Linked DNA regions of Sus scrofa: regions 2 and 3 are each linked to region 1. A link is a contact called in public promoter capture Hi-C data. All regions are on one chromosome and are shown on one strand. Each heading gives the region's core, a stretch centred on a gene start, on an enhancer-like site or on the middle of the called end of the contact. The rest is flanking DNA. Distances are from core to core; before and after follow the strand shown.

Region 1 (2,700 bases), core at 129-2,628:
CCATTTGCAGCAACATGGATGGAACTAGACTCATACTGAGTGAAGTCAGAAAGACAAAGACAAATACCATATGATATCACTTATATCTTGAATATAATATATGGCACAAATGAATCTTTCCACAGGAAAAAAAAAAAAATCATGGACTTGGAGAATAGACTTGTGGTTGCCAAGGAGGAGGGAGGGAGTGAGATGGATTGGGAGCTTAGGGTTAATAGATGCAGACTATTGCCTTTGGAATGGATTAGCAATGAGATCCTGCTGTGTAGCACTGGGAACTATGTCTAGTCACTTATGATGGAGCATGATAATGTGAGAAAAAAGAATGTATACATGTATGTATAACTGGGTCACCATGGTGTATAGTAGAAAACTGACAGAACACTGTAAACCAGCTATAATGGAAAAAAATAAAAATCATTATATAAAAAAAATAAGCTGTCCTCCAATATTTGTTTTCTTTTAAGCAAACAGCAAAATCCAATTCTACACCAGTCGTTCATGGTCTTTATACAAGAAAGGAGCTCCCAGCATGTTTCACTGAAACCCTGGAGTCTTTGAAGGGAGTCCTCTATTTTCCCGGCTATCCAACCCTGAAGAATGGGTGCCCGGTTCAGCCCTTCCAGGTCCCCTACCGCTTCGCGACAGCTCAAGGCCCTTCCTCTGCAGGACCCTGATGAGATTACTCAATTGATTATAGAAAGAGGTTATAGCAGGTCCCGGCAAACACCTGGCAGGGCATTGAAACAGCCCAAGTCCGAGAATGTCATCGCGGCCGCAAGCACCCAACCTGCCCCGGATCCTGCCCCTAAAGCTCGGGGTACGACCAGGTCCTCCCGACGGACACCCACCTCCAGCCAGGAAGGAACGCAACCAGTAGAAGTCTCGGCGAGCGGCGGGTCCTCCGGTTCCTGCTGCCTGCGGCATCGCAGGAGGTGGCTCGGCCGCTGCCAGGGCCGCCGCCGCCGCCATCAGGATCAGGGCCGCGCAGGAGCTTTGGTCGCCAACTCACAGTCCAAGAGCCCTAGCCATGCCCAGAGCAGGCGGTGACAGGGCACCCCGCCGCCGTGCGGGCGGGACGGAATACCGCCGGCGGTGCAGCGCGGCGCGGGCTGATGGCGTACGCCAGAGGCGGGGCCTGGATCAAGGCCCGAAGGGGGCGTCACCTCCCCCCACCCCCACGTTGGACGTGTCCCCACGCCCCGGCCTCACCCAAAATCCCTGCTTCTGGCTGGAGTCACTCTTCAGGCCTCTTCTGTTACGGACGGAGGAAGGGAAACATGGCCAGCAAGAAGGTCCTTCCAAAACCCGCCACCTCAGAAAGTCCTCCACCGTCCGTTGACCTGTATTGACCACTGACCTGGAACCGTCCAGCGGGCTGCTTATGACCTTCCTAAAAATGAGCCCCAGGAGTTCCCTTCGTGGCTCAGTGGTTAAAGAATCCGACTAGGAATCATGAGGTTGCGGGTTCCATCCCTGGCCTTGCGCAGTGGGTTAAGGATCCAGCGTTGCCATGAGCTCTGGTGCAGGTCGCAGACGCAGCTCGGATCTGGCGTTGCTGTGGCTCTGGTGTAGGCTGGCAGCAACAGCTCCTATTAGACCCCTAGCCTGGGAGCCTCCATGTGCAGCGGGAGTGGCCCTAGAAAAGGCAAAAAGACAACAACAACAAAAAATTCCAGCCTTTGCTCACTCTTTCCAGGAACCTCTGAAATTGTAGTCTCTCCCACCAAATCACCTCTGCCTTCTCTGAGCTTCTCGCTGAGCCTGTTTCTGCCTCCCTAACGGTTCACCAGGAAGCTTCAATTCCACCCCATCACCTCTGCCAAAGAAATAGTTGCTGAAGCAAGTTCTTCTTTCTTTGGGGCTCTGTGAATTACACAAATACTTCTGACTTGCCAGGAGGTTCTGAATCTCTGTCTTATGCTTAGCACTCAAATTCCACCGCTCTACCCACTACCAGCTCCTAAACTCTCAGGAACTTCCGTTTCTTCTTACTAGCCCTACTGTATTACAAGACTGTACTTTTTTTAACCACCCCTTATGGACACTATTCTATTGCTATGAATCCCTCATCACTTCCAACTTGAGCAAAATTCATCCCTATTTTTTTTTTTTTTTGTCTTTTTTTAGCTATTTCTTGGGCCGCTTCCACGACATGTGGAGATTCCCAGGCTAGGGGTCAATCGGAGCTGTAGCCACCGGACTACTCCAGAGCCACAGCAACGTGGGATCCGAGCCGCGTCTGCAACCTACACCACAGCTCACGGCAACGCCGGATCCTTAACCCACTGAGCAAGGGCAGGGACCGAACCCACAACCTCATGGTTCCTAGTCGGATTTGTTAACCACTGCGCCGCGACGGGAACTCCAATTCATCCCTATTCTTTGTGACCACAGTTGTTCTGAACTTTTATCCTCTGTCAGAAATTATCACGATTTTCATTAATACTTACTCCAACCTTCACTATTATTGGCACTGGTCCCGTTTCTCTTTCCACCCATATATGCCTCTGCAAGGTGTTTCTAGCCACATTTAGTCATTAATGATGGGTCTAGATTTCTTTTTTTTTTTTTTCACTTTTATGGTATGCCCTTTTTTTTAAGGTTAGCTTTTAATGGATTTGATAGTCATGTGCAAATTTGATCATAATATACAAGAGCCAGTGTTTCTATAGAGCTATGTCTGAACAAGAACAGAAT
Region 2 (2,917 bases), core at 142-2,641, 560 kb after region 1:
GTTTTGCTGTGGCTCTGGCGTAGGCCGGTGGCTACAGCTCCGATGTGACCCCTAGCCTGGGAATCTCCATATGCCTCGGGAGCAGCCTTAGAAAAGGCAAAAAGACAAAATAAATAAATAAATAAAACTTTCCTCTTTTCAAATGCATGCATTTAGAGCTACAGATTGCCCTCTAAACAATATTTCAATGTATCCCATAAATTCTGTTGTCTTTTCAATATCTTTTAAACTATTTTAAAATTCCTATTGAGATGTCTTCTTTGACATAGAACTACAGAACTCTGTAGCTTAGCTTCCAAGTATTTGTGGATTTTCTGGCTATCTTTTTGTCACTTCTAGTTTAATTCTGTTGTGGTTACCGATATACACCAAGACATATTCCAAACCTCTTAAATTTGAGACTTACTTTATGGCCCTGCCTCATAAACTTGACAGTGTTTTGTTATGATGAGATAATCTGCCTTCGGACTGTCATTTTTTTTTTTTTCCTGCTTTGGTTCTGTATAGAGTGCACTATGGTACTTCAACACTAAATCTGAAATGCTACAGAATTCCACTCAGGGGCAGGTCTAGGCTTACACAACAGTGATCTAGATGCGGTTAAAGCCTGAGTATTTCTGAGCAGTAACATCCGACTTTTTTTTTTTTTTTTTGATAGCGAGTGATGCAAAAATTCCCGGGCCAGGGATCGAACCCGTGCCATAGCAGCGACCACGCCTGTTGCTTAACCCACTGAGCCATCAGGTAACTCCACACTGGACTTTTTAGAACAGCTTTCCTCACGGAAAGGCAGGGTGGTACAAATGATCTGTGAGCCCTCCACACCTCGGCGTGGATAGTTCATGAGTTATCCGTGAAACAATGGATGTAGTAACTTCTATTTTTTTTGTCTCTTCAGAGGTGATAAAGCCTAGTTCTCAAAACCCAGAAGCTCTTTGAGGGAAAGGAAGGAAGCTAGGTAGAGTTCGAGAAAGTGGAAGAATGCCTCATCCCCGGATTGAAAGAGCACATCTCTTTTCGAAGCCTAACCTAGCAGAACCTCGGGGAAACAACTCCCATTCAACTCCGCGGCCCAGTAACCCACCCGCAGAGAGTGTCTCCCGCACCAACCTTTTCTTGATCCTTCCTTCTTTCCCAGCTGCTCAAACTTCCTCAGAGAAGACGGTAGTATGGGAAGCAAACCCTGGAGGAACAACAAAGCGCTGAGCCCCAGGGAAGCCGATGTCCGCCCTGGACCCTCCCACTTGACGCTGTCTCAATGACTCCGCCCCTCCGCCGTGGGGTGGAGCACGAGGCCGCGCCTCCAAACCGCCCCGCCTCGGAGGGCCAGGCCGGCCAGTAGGGCGGGGCGAGAGGCGGGAGGCGGCCTGTGCTGGGGGAGGGGAGGCAGAGAGGGGGGGTCACGTGCAGCCGCGGCCCGAGATCACGTGACGGGGCGCCGGGGCGGAGGGAACCCGGGCTGGGAGTTCTCCTGAGAAAAGAAGAGTGAAGTGGGGGGACGCGGCGGCAGCGGCGCTGACAATGGTGAGTGCGCGGCGTATAGCGCGCTCGCCTCCAGCCCTCGCCCCAGAGCGCGCGGCGGGCCGGCCAACGGCTGGCCCAGTATCGCGGGAGGGCTGCGGGGAGCAGGAAGGGGCAGGCGGGCAGGGCGGGGAACCGGGTTAGGCCTGTCTGGCCGCCGCAGGTCGGGGAAGAGCGGGCTGCGCCGCTTCTTCCCGGTCTCGGCGAGGCCCGAGCACCTGCGGGTGGCGCCGCGTTCTCTTGGCCATGTCGGAGCCTGTGCCCGCGTTCCTTGACCGGCTGTGGGGGCCTTGGCTGGGTACTCGCACCCCGCCTCTGCGGGGGCCCTCTGCCGCCTCCCCTTCCAAGGTAGCCAGTCCCTCTGCTTCTCCTGGGCAGCCCCGCTTCCTTTCAGATGGAGTGATCCAAGAGCCCCTCGGTTCCACAGTCGGGGGGGACTTGGTCGCTCTGGTCCAATGTGTCATGAGCTTGATAAACTCCGTGATTTTTTTTTTTTTTAACTTGCGTATGGTGATATGAGGCGATTTCCTGACCCCACTTCAGCCTCGATGTTGACACTTGTAGAACGGGAGAGAAAAAGAAAAGGATATTGAAGGGAAGGACGCTTTTAATCCCAAAGACTCTAGTTTCGTGCTCGCTGCTTTGAGCTTTGGCTCTCCTTTCCTTCAAGCCATTTCTGGAAACTTACCGCTTTGGGATGTTGAAATGGCCTGGGGAGCAAAGGAGGGAGGGAAATCAGAGTACTCTCACTGCAGTTAGTGGGAAGCGCAAGCATGGGCACGATGGCGTTTAATTGTGTGTGTTGGCGATCGCCTCCAGATTGGATCTCATTTGGCTCGTTTTACGGTAGTGTTCGTTAAATCGTTTCACTTGGCGAGTATATGTTGCGCGCCTACTGTGTGCTCTCCCTAATAGTACCTGCTTTCCCAAAGCTCATCCGGTTCAGTAAACTGCTTGAGACTTTTGACTTAAAGACCAAGCTAGATTTATTAATTTTTTTTGTCTTTTGTTGTTGTTGTTGTTTCTATTGATTTATTAATTTTTTAAGTTACTTTGAATAAATAACTTTGAGTCAGAAATCGAGTTGTTTTAATTAAAAAAAGAAAGTGAGGACAGGCATGTTCTTTCTTAAACTTGCAGCCGTTTTTTCTTTCATTGAACAAATAATTACTGAGGTTCTCCCGGGGCCGCTGAGCAAGATTGAAACAGCCCTTGCTCTCTTGTAGCTTGCAGTCCAGAGGGAGATAAACATTTATTTGTGTAATCATTTGTTTAACATGTGTTAAAAAGGAGTACGGTAGGGCTGTGCCTAGTCAGGGAGTTAGAGAAGGCTTCTTTAATTGAATATAATTTGCAAAGAAAACTTAAAAGGCTATTTTTTGTTTACATTTAAAAT
Region 3 (2,700 bases), core at 11-2,510, 590 kb after region 1:
GTGGGGTCTCAGTTCCCAAATCAGGGATTGAACCTGGGCTGTGGTGGTGAAAGCTCTGAGTCCTAAATCACTAGACCACCAGGGGACTCCCAACAGTTTTGTTTTAAAATCAGCTTTCTAGATGATTCTGATGCATGCTGAAGTTTGAGAACTACTACTCTAAAGACACAATTATGATAGTTTCAGTGCTATGACAGCAGTTGTACTAGGCACCCAATAATAGTTTAGAAGTATGGAGGTGAGAAACGATGACACAACTGGCCCATAGTTCCAGCACGAATAGTTCTTTGAACTCTCATTAGCCTAAGAATAATAAGTATTTCCAATGCTTAACAGGTACTGTGCCTATGACTAAGACCAGATCAGAAACTCTGAGGGCAAGGTGCTGGTCTACTTGAATCCCTTATGTTTAAAAAGTATTCTGTGAATCAAAGGTACATAGCAAACTGTTACTGAAATCCTATTTGACACATTATCACACATCACGTGCATTGTTCCTTTAACTTGCAAGACCTTACTGTTTTAAGTATAATAATAGAGATATGGAAAACCCAAATCCAACAGCATCTTTTGAATTTAACATGTAGCGACCTAATGTGACACAGTATCCAACGAATGCCAAAGAAACTAGACTTTGGTCCAGGTACAAGGGACATATTTTTGCCATGTGGTTGTGATACATCAGCTGCTAGGAGGATGTACACAAATTGCTCATATTAGAGTATAATTACTTACACACAGGTCATAACAAGGGGTTTACCTAAGCACTTGCAGAACAAAATTCCTTAGCAACAATCCTGATGGGCAGATCGTTTTGTTCTCTAACATTATTCCATTAGGAAACCAAAGTTAATAACCCAAAGAACTTTCCAGAAATGCTCTTGAAAACTTGGAGTCCCAAAGCCATGGAGAAAGGCCGACTACACCGATAGGTGCCTCTCCAAGTGGTGCGCCCTCTGAGCCCTGCCGCACTGCCCACGTGCTTCTGAATAGGGCCAGCGTCCGTCACGTGATGCACCTCGCAGGCCCCGCCTCTCAACTGTGACATCCCCAACCGGTGCCTGATTATTTTCTTTTCTTTAAAGAAAGCTGGCTCCAATTTCCAATAAAAAGAGAGAGACAGAGCACGAACTTACAAGAAGTTATCTTTTCTGATTTTTCACTTCTAAGCTTTCCTTTCCCTTTATGAACCGCCTTTCAGCACTCGGGCGTTTTCCTGGGCAGCTTTGCTGTTCTGGGTCTTTGCGGGCTGTAGGCACTGGCGTTGTGCGTCACTGTCCGCCGCCGTGTCCCCAGGCTACTCCAGCCTGCCTCCTTTCCAGTCTGCGGCCTCAATGTCCTTACCCCGGTGTGCCCTGCTGTGGGCTCGGCTCCCCGCCGGGCGCCAGGCTGGCCATCGGGCAGCCGTCTGCTCTGCCCTTCGCTCCCACACTGCGCCCTTTCCTGGGCTCTCGGGCGCGTTTCTGCCGTCGCCTGCGCCTCCTCCTCCTCCTCCGCCTCAGGAGGCTCCAAAGCCCCGAACACGTCCTTGTTCGTGCCGCTGACTGTCAAACCTCAGGGTCCCAGCGCGGATGGCGACGTCGGGGCCGAACTAACTCGCCCTCTGGACAAGAGTGAGTGCACGGGCTGGAGAAGGCGGCCAGGCTGGTGTTTGTAGGGCTGAGGAAGCTGTCCTTCCTTCCCCTGGAGACTTGCGGTCCCCTTGAGCGTTGTCACTGTGCTTGTCAATGTCCATCTCCCTTGTTGGTTTGGGAGCCGTTCAAGGCTTGGGACTGTGTCTCATTGATTCTTTAGTGTGCTGCGCCAGAAACTGGCCTTGTTCTTCTCGCTGTTCTCTGAATGGTTACATTGTCCCATCCTCTTGTGATGGGGCAGTTCACGTTTTTTGAGTCGTTAGGTGGACCACTAATTTTCTAGCATCCTCTCTCTCCTCCCCGGTGGTTCAAAACTATTGCCCCGAGAAAGGACAAGGGAGTGAGGCAGTGAAAAGCCAGAGGAGAACTTTGCTCAGGATTATTTGTCACTGACTGGGCACCTACACAAACTAGACGCAGTGTTAGGCTGTATAGTGGCTGTCAAGAGGAACCAGATTCATATCCAGATCTCTTCCACTCCAGAACCTTATATTCTCATGGGAAGGAAGGAAGCACATACAGATGACCAACTGTATTACAAACTAAAGCATGACAAGGGTGTGCTTCCCAAAGGTGGTAGGTACTCTGATCATTGTGGGCCCCAGAGAGAAAGGAATCATTTGGCATCAGCAAGTGGCAAGACCTAATCCTTTTGCTCCCCTGCAAAAAATTGTTTAGTGTTTTTCCATTGTCCCCAGTTGAAAGGGGGCTTCAATCTCTAATATGCCTGGAAGGCCCTGCCTGGTCTAGCCTGAGTACCTCTTGGAGAGGCTTCATTGCACAGCACTCTCCTTGTTTCAGCGACATTGGTGAGATGTGAGCTTGTGCTTCAGGGCCTTTAGTATATGCTACCCTTTAGGCCTAGAATACCTCTGTGATTCTTTCTTCTTCTTTTAAAATAGCAGTGACTAATAGGGAGCGTTTGCTAGAGATAAATACTGTTTTAAGCATGTGACATTTAATCTTCCTAATAACCCAGTGAAGTAGGCAGTTTTTATTCCTGTCAAATACTTACTGAATGTCTGTTACATGCTACTATGTGCCAAGCACTGTTCTGGTCAATATG

What was found. Promoter capture Hi-C pulls out the DNA fragments that hold promoters and counts their contacts.
Region 2: a contact with region 1 is called in a promoter capture Hi-C map of liver, with 3 times the contacts expected there. The contact joins the promoter of VPS26A here to the promoter of SLC25A16 in region 1. A contact is called at or near these places in 1 of 5 promoter capture datasets (liver) and 1 of 47 Hi-C or Micro-C datasets (liver).
Region 3: a promoter capture Hi-C map of liver shows a contact between it and region 1, with 7 times the contacts expected there. The contact joins the promoter of SUPV3L1 here to the promoter of SLC25A16 in region 1. A contact is called at or near these places in 1 of 5 promoter capture datasets (liver), 1 of 47 Hi-C or Micro-C datasets (heart right ventricle) and 1 of 2 datasets of contacts at active chromatin or transcription factors (alveolar macrophages).

The regions. Positions count from the first base shown.
Region 1 is chr14:71,649,963-71,652,662 of Sscrofa11.1, forward strand. It overlaps SLC25A16 (graves disease carrier protein), which reads right to left and starts at 1,379. Exons shown (of 9, transcript XM_021072451.1): 1 at 852-1,379. The coding sequence starts at 972.
Region 2 is chr14:72,209,095-72,212,011 of Sscrofa11.1, forward strand. It overlaps VPS26A (vacuolar protein sorting-associated protein 26A), which reads left to right and starts at 1,392. Exons shown (of 9, transcript XM_001925999.7): 1 at 1,392-1,524. The coding sequence starts at 1,522.
Region 3 is chr14:72,244,266-72,246,965 of Sscrofa11.1, forward strand. It overlaps SUPV3L1 (ATP-dependent RNA helicase SUPV3L1, mitochondrial), which reads left to right and starts at 1,261. Exons shown (of 16, transcript XM_001928898.6): 1 at 1,261-1,457; 2 at 1,460-1,613. The coding sequence starts at 1,335.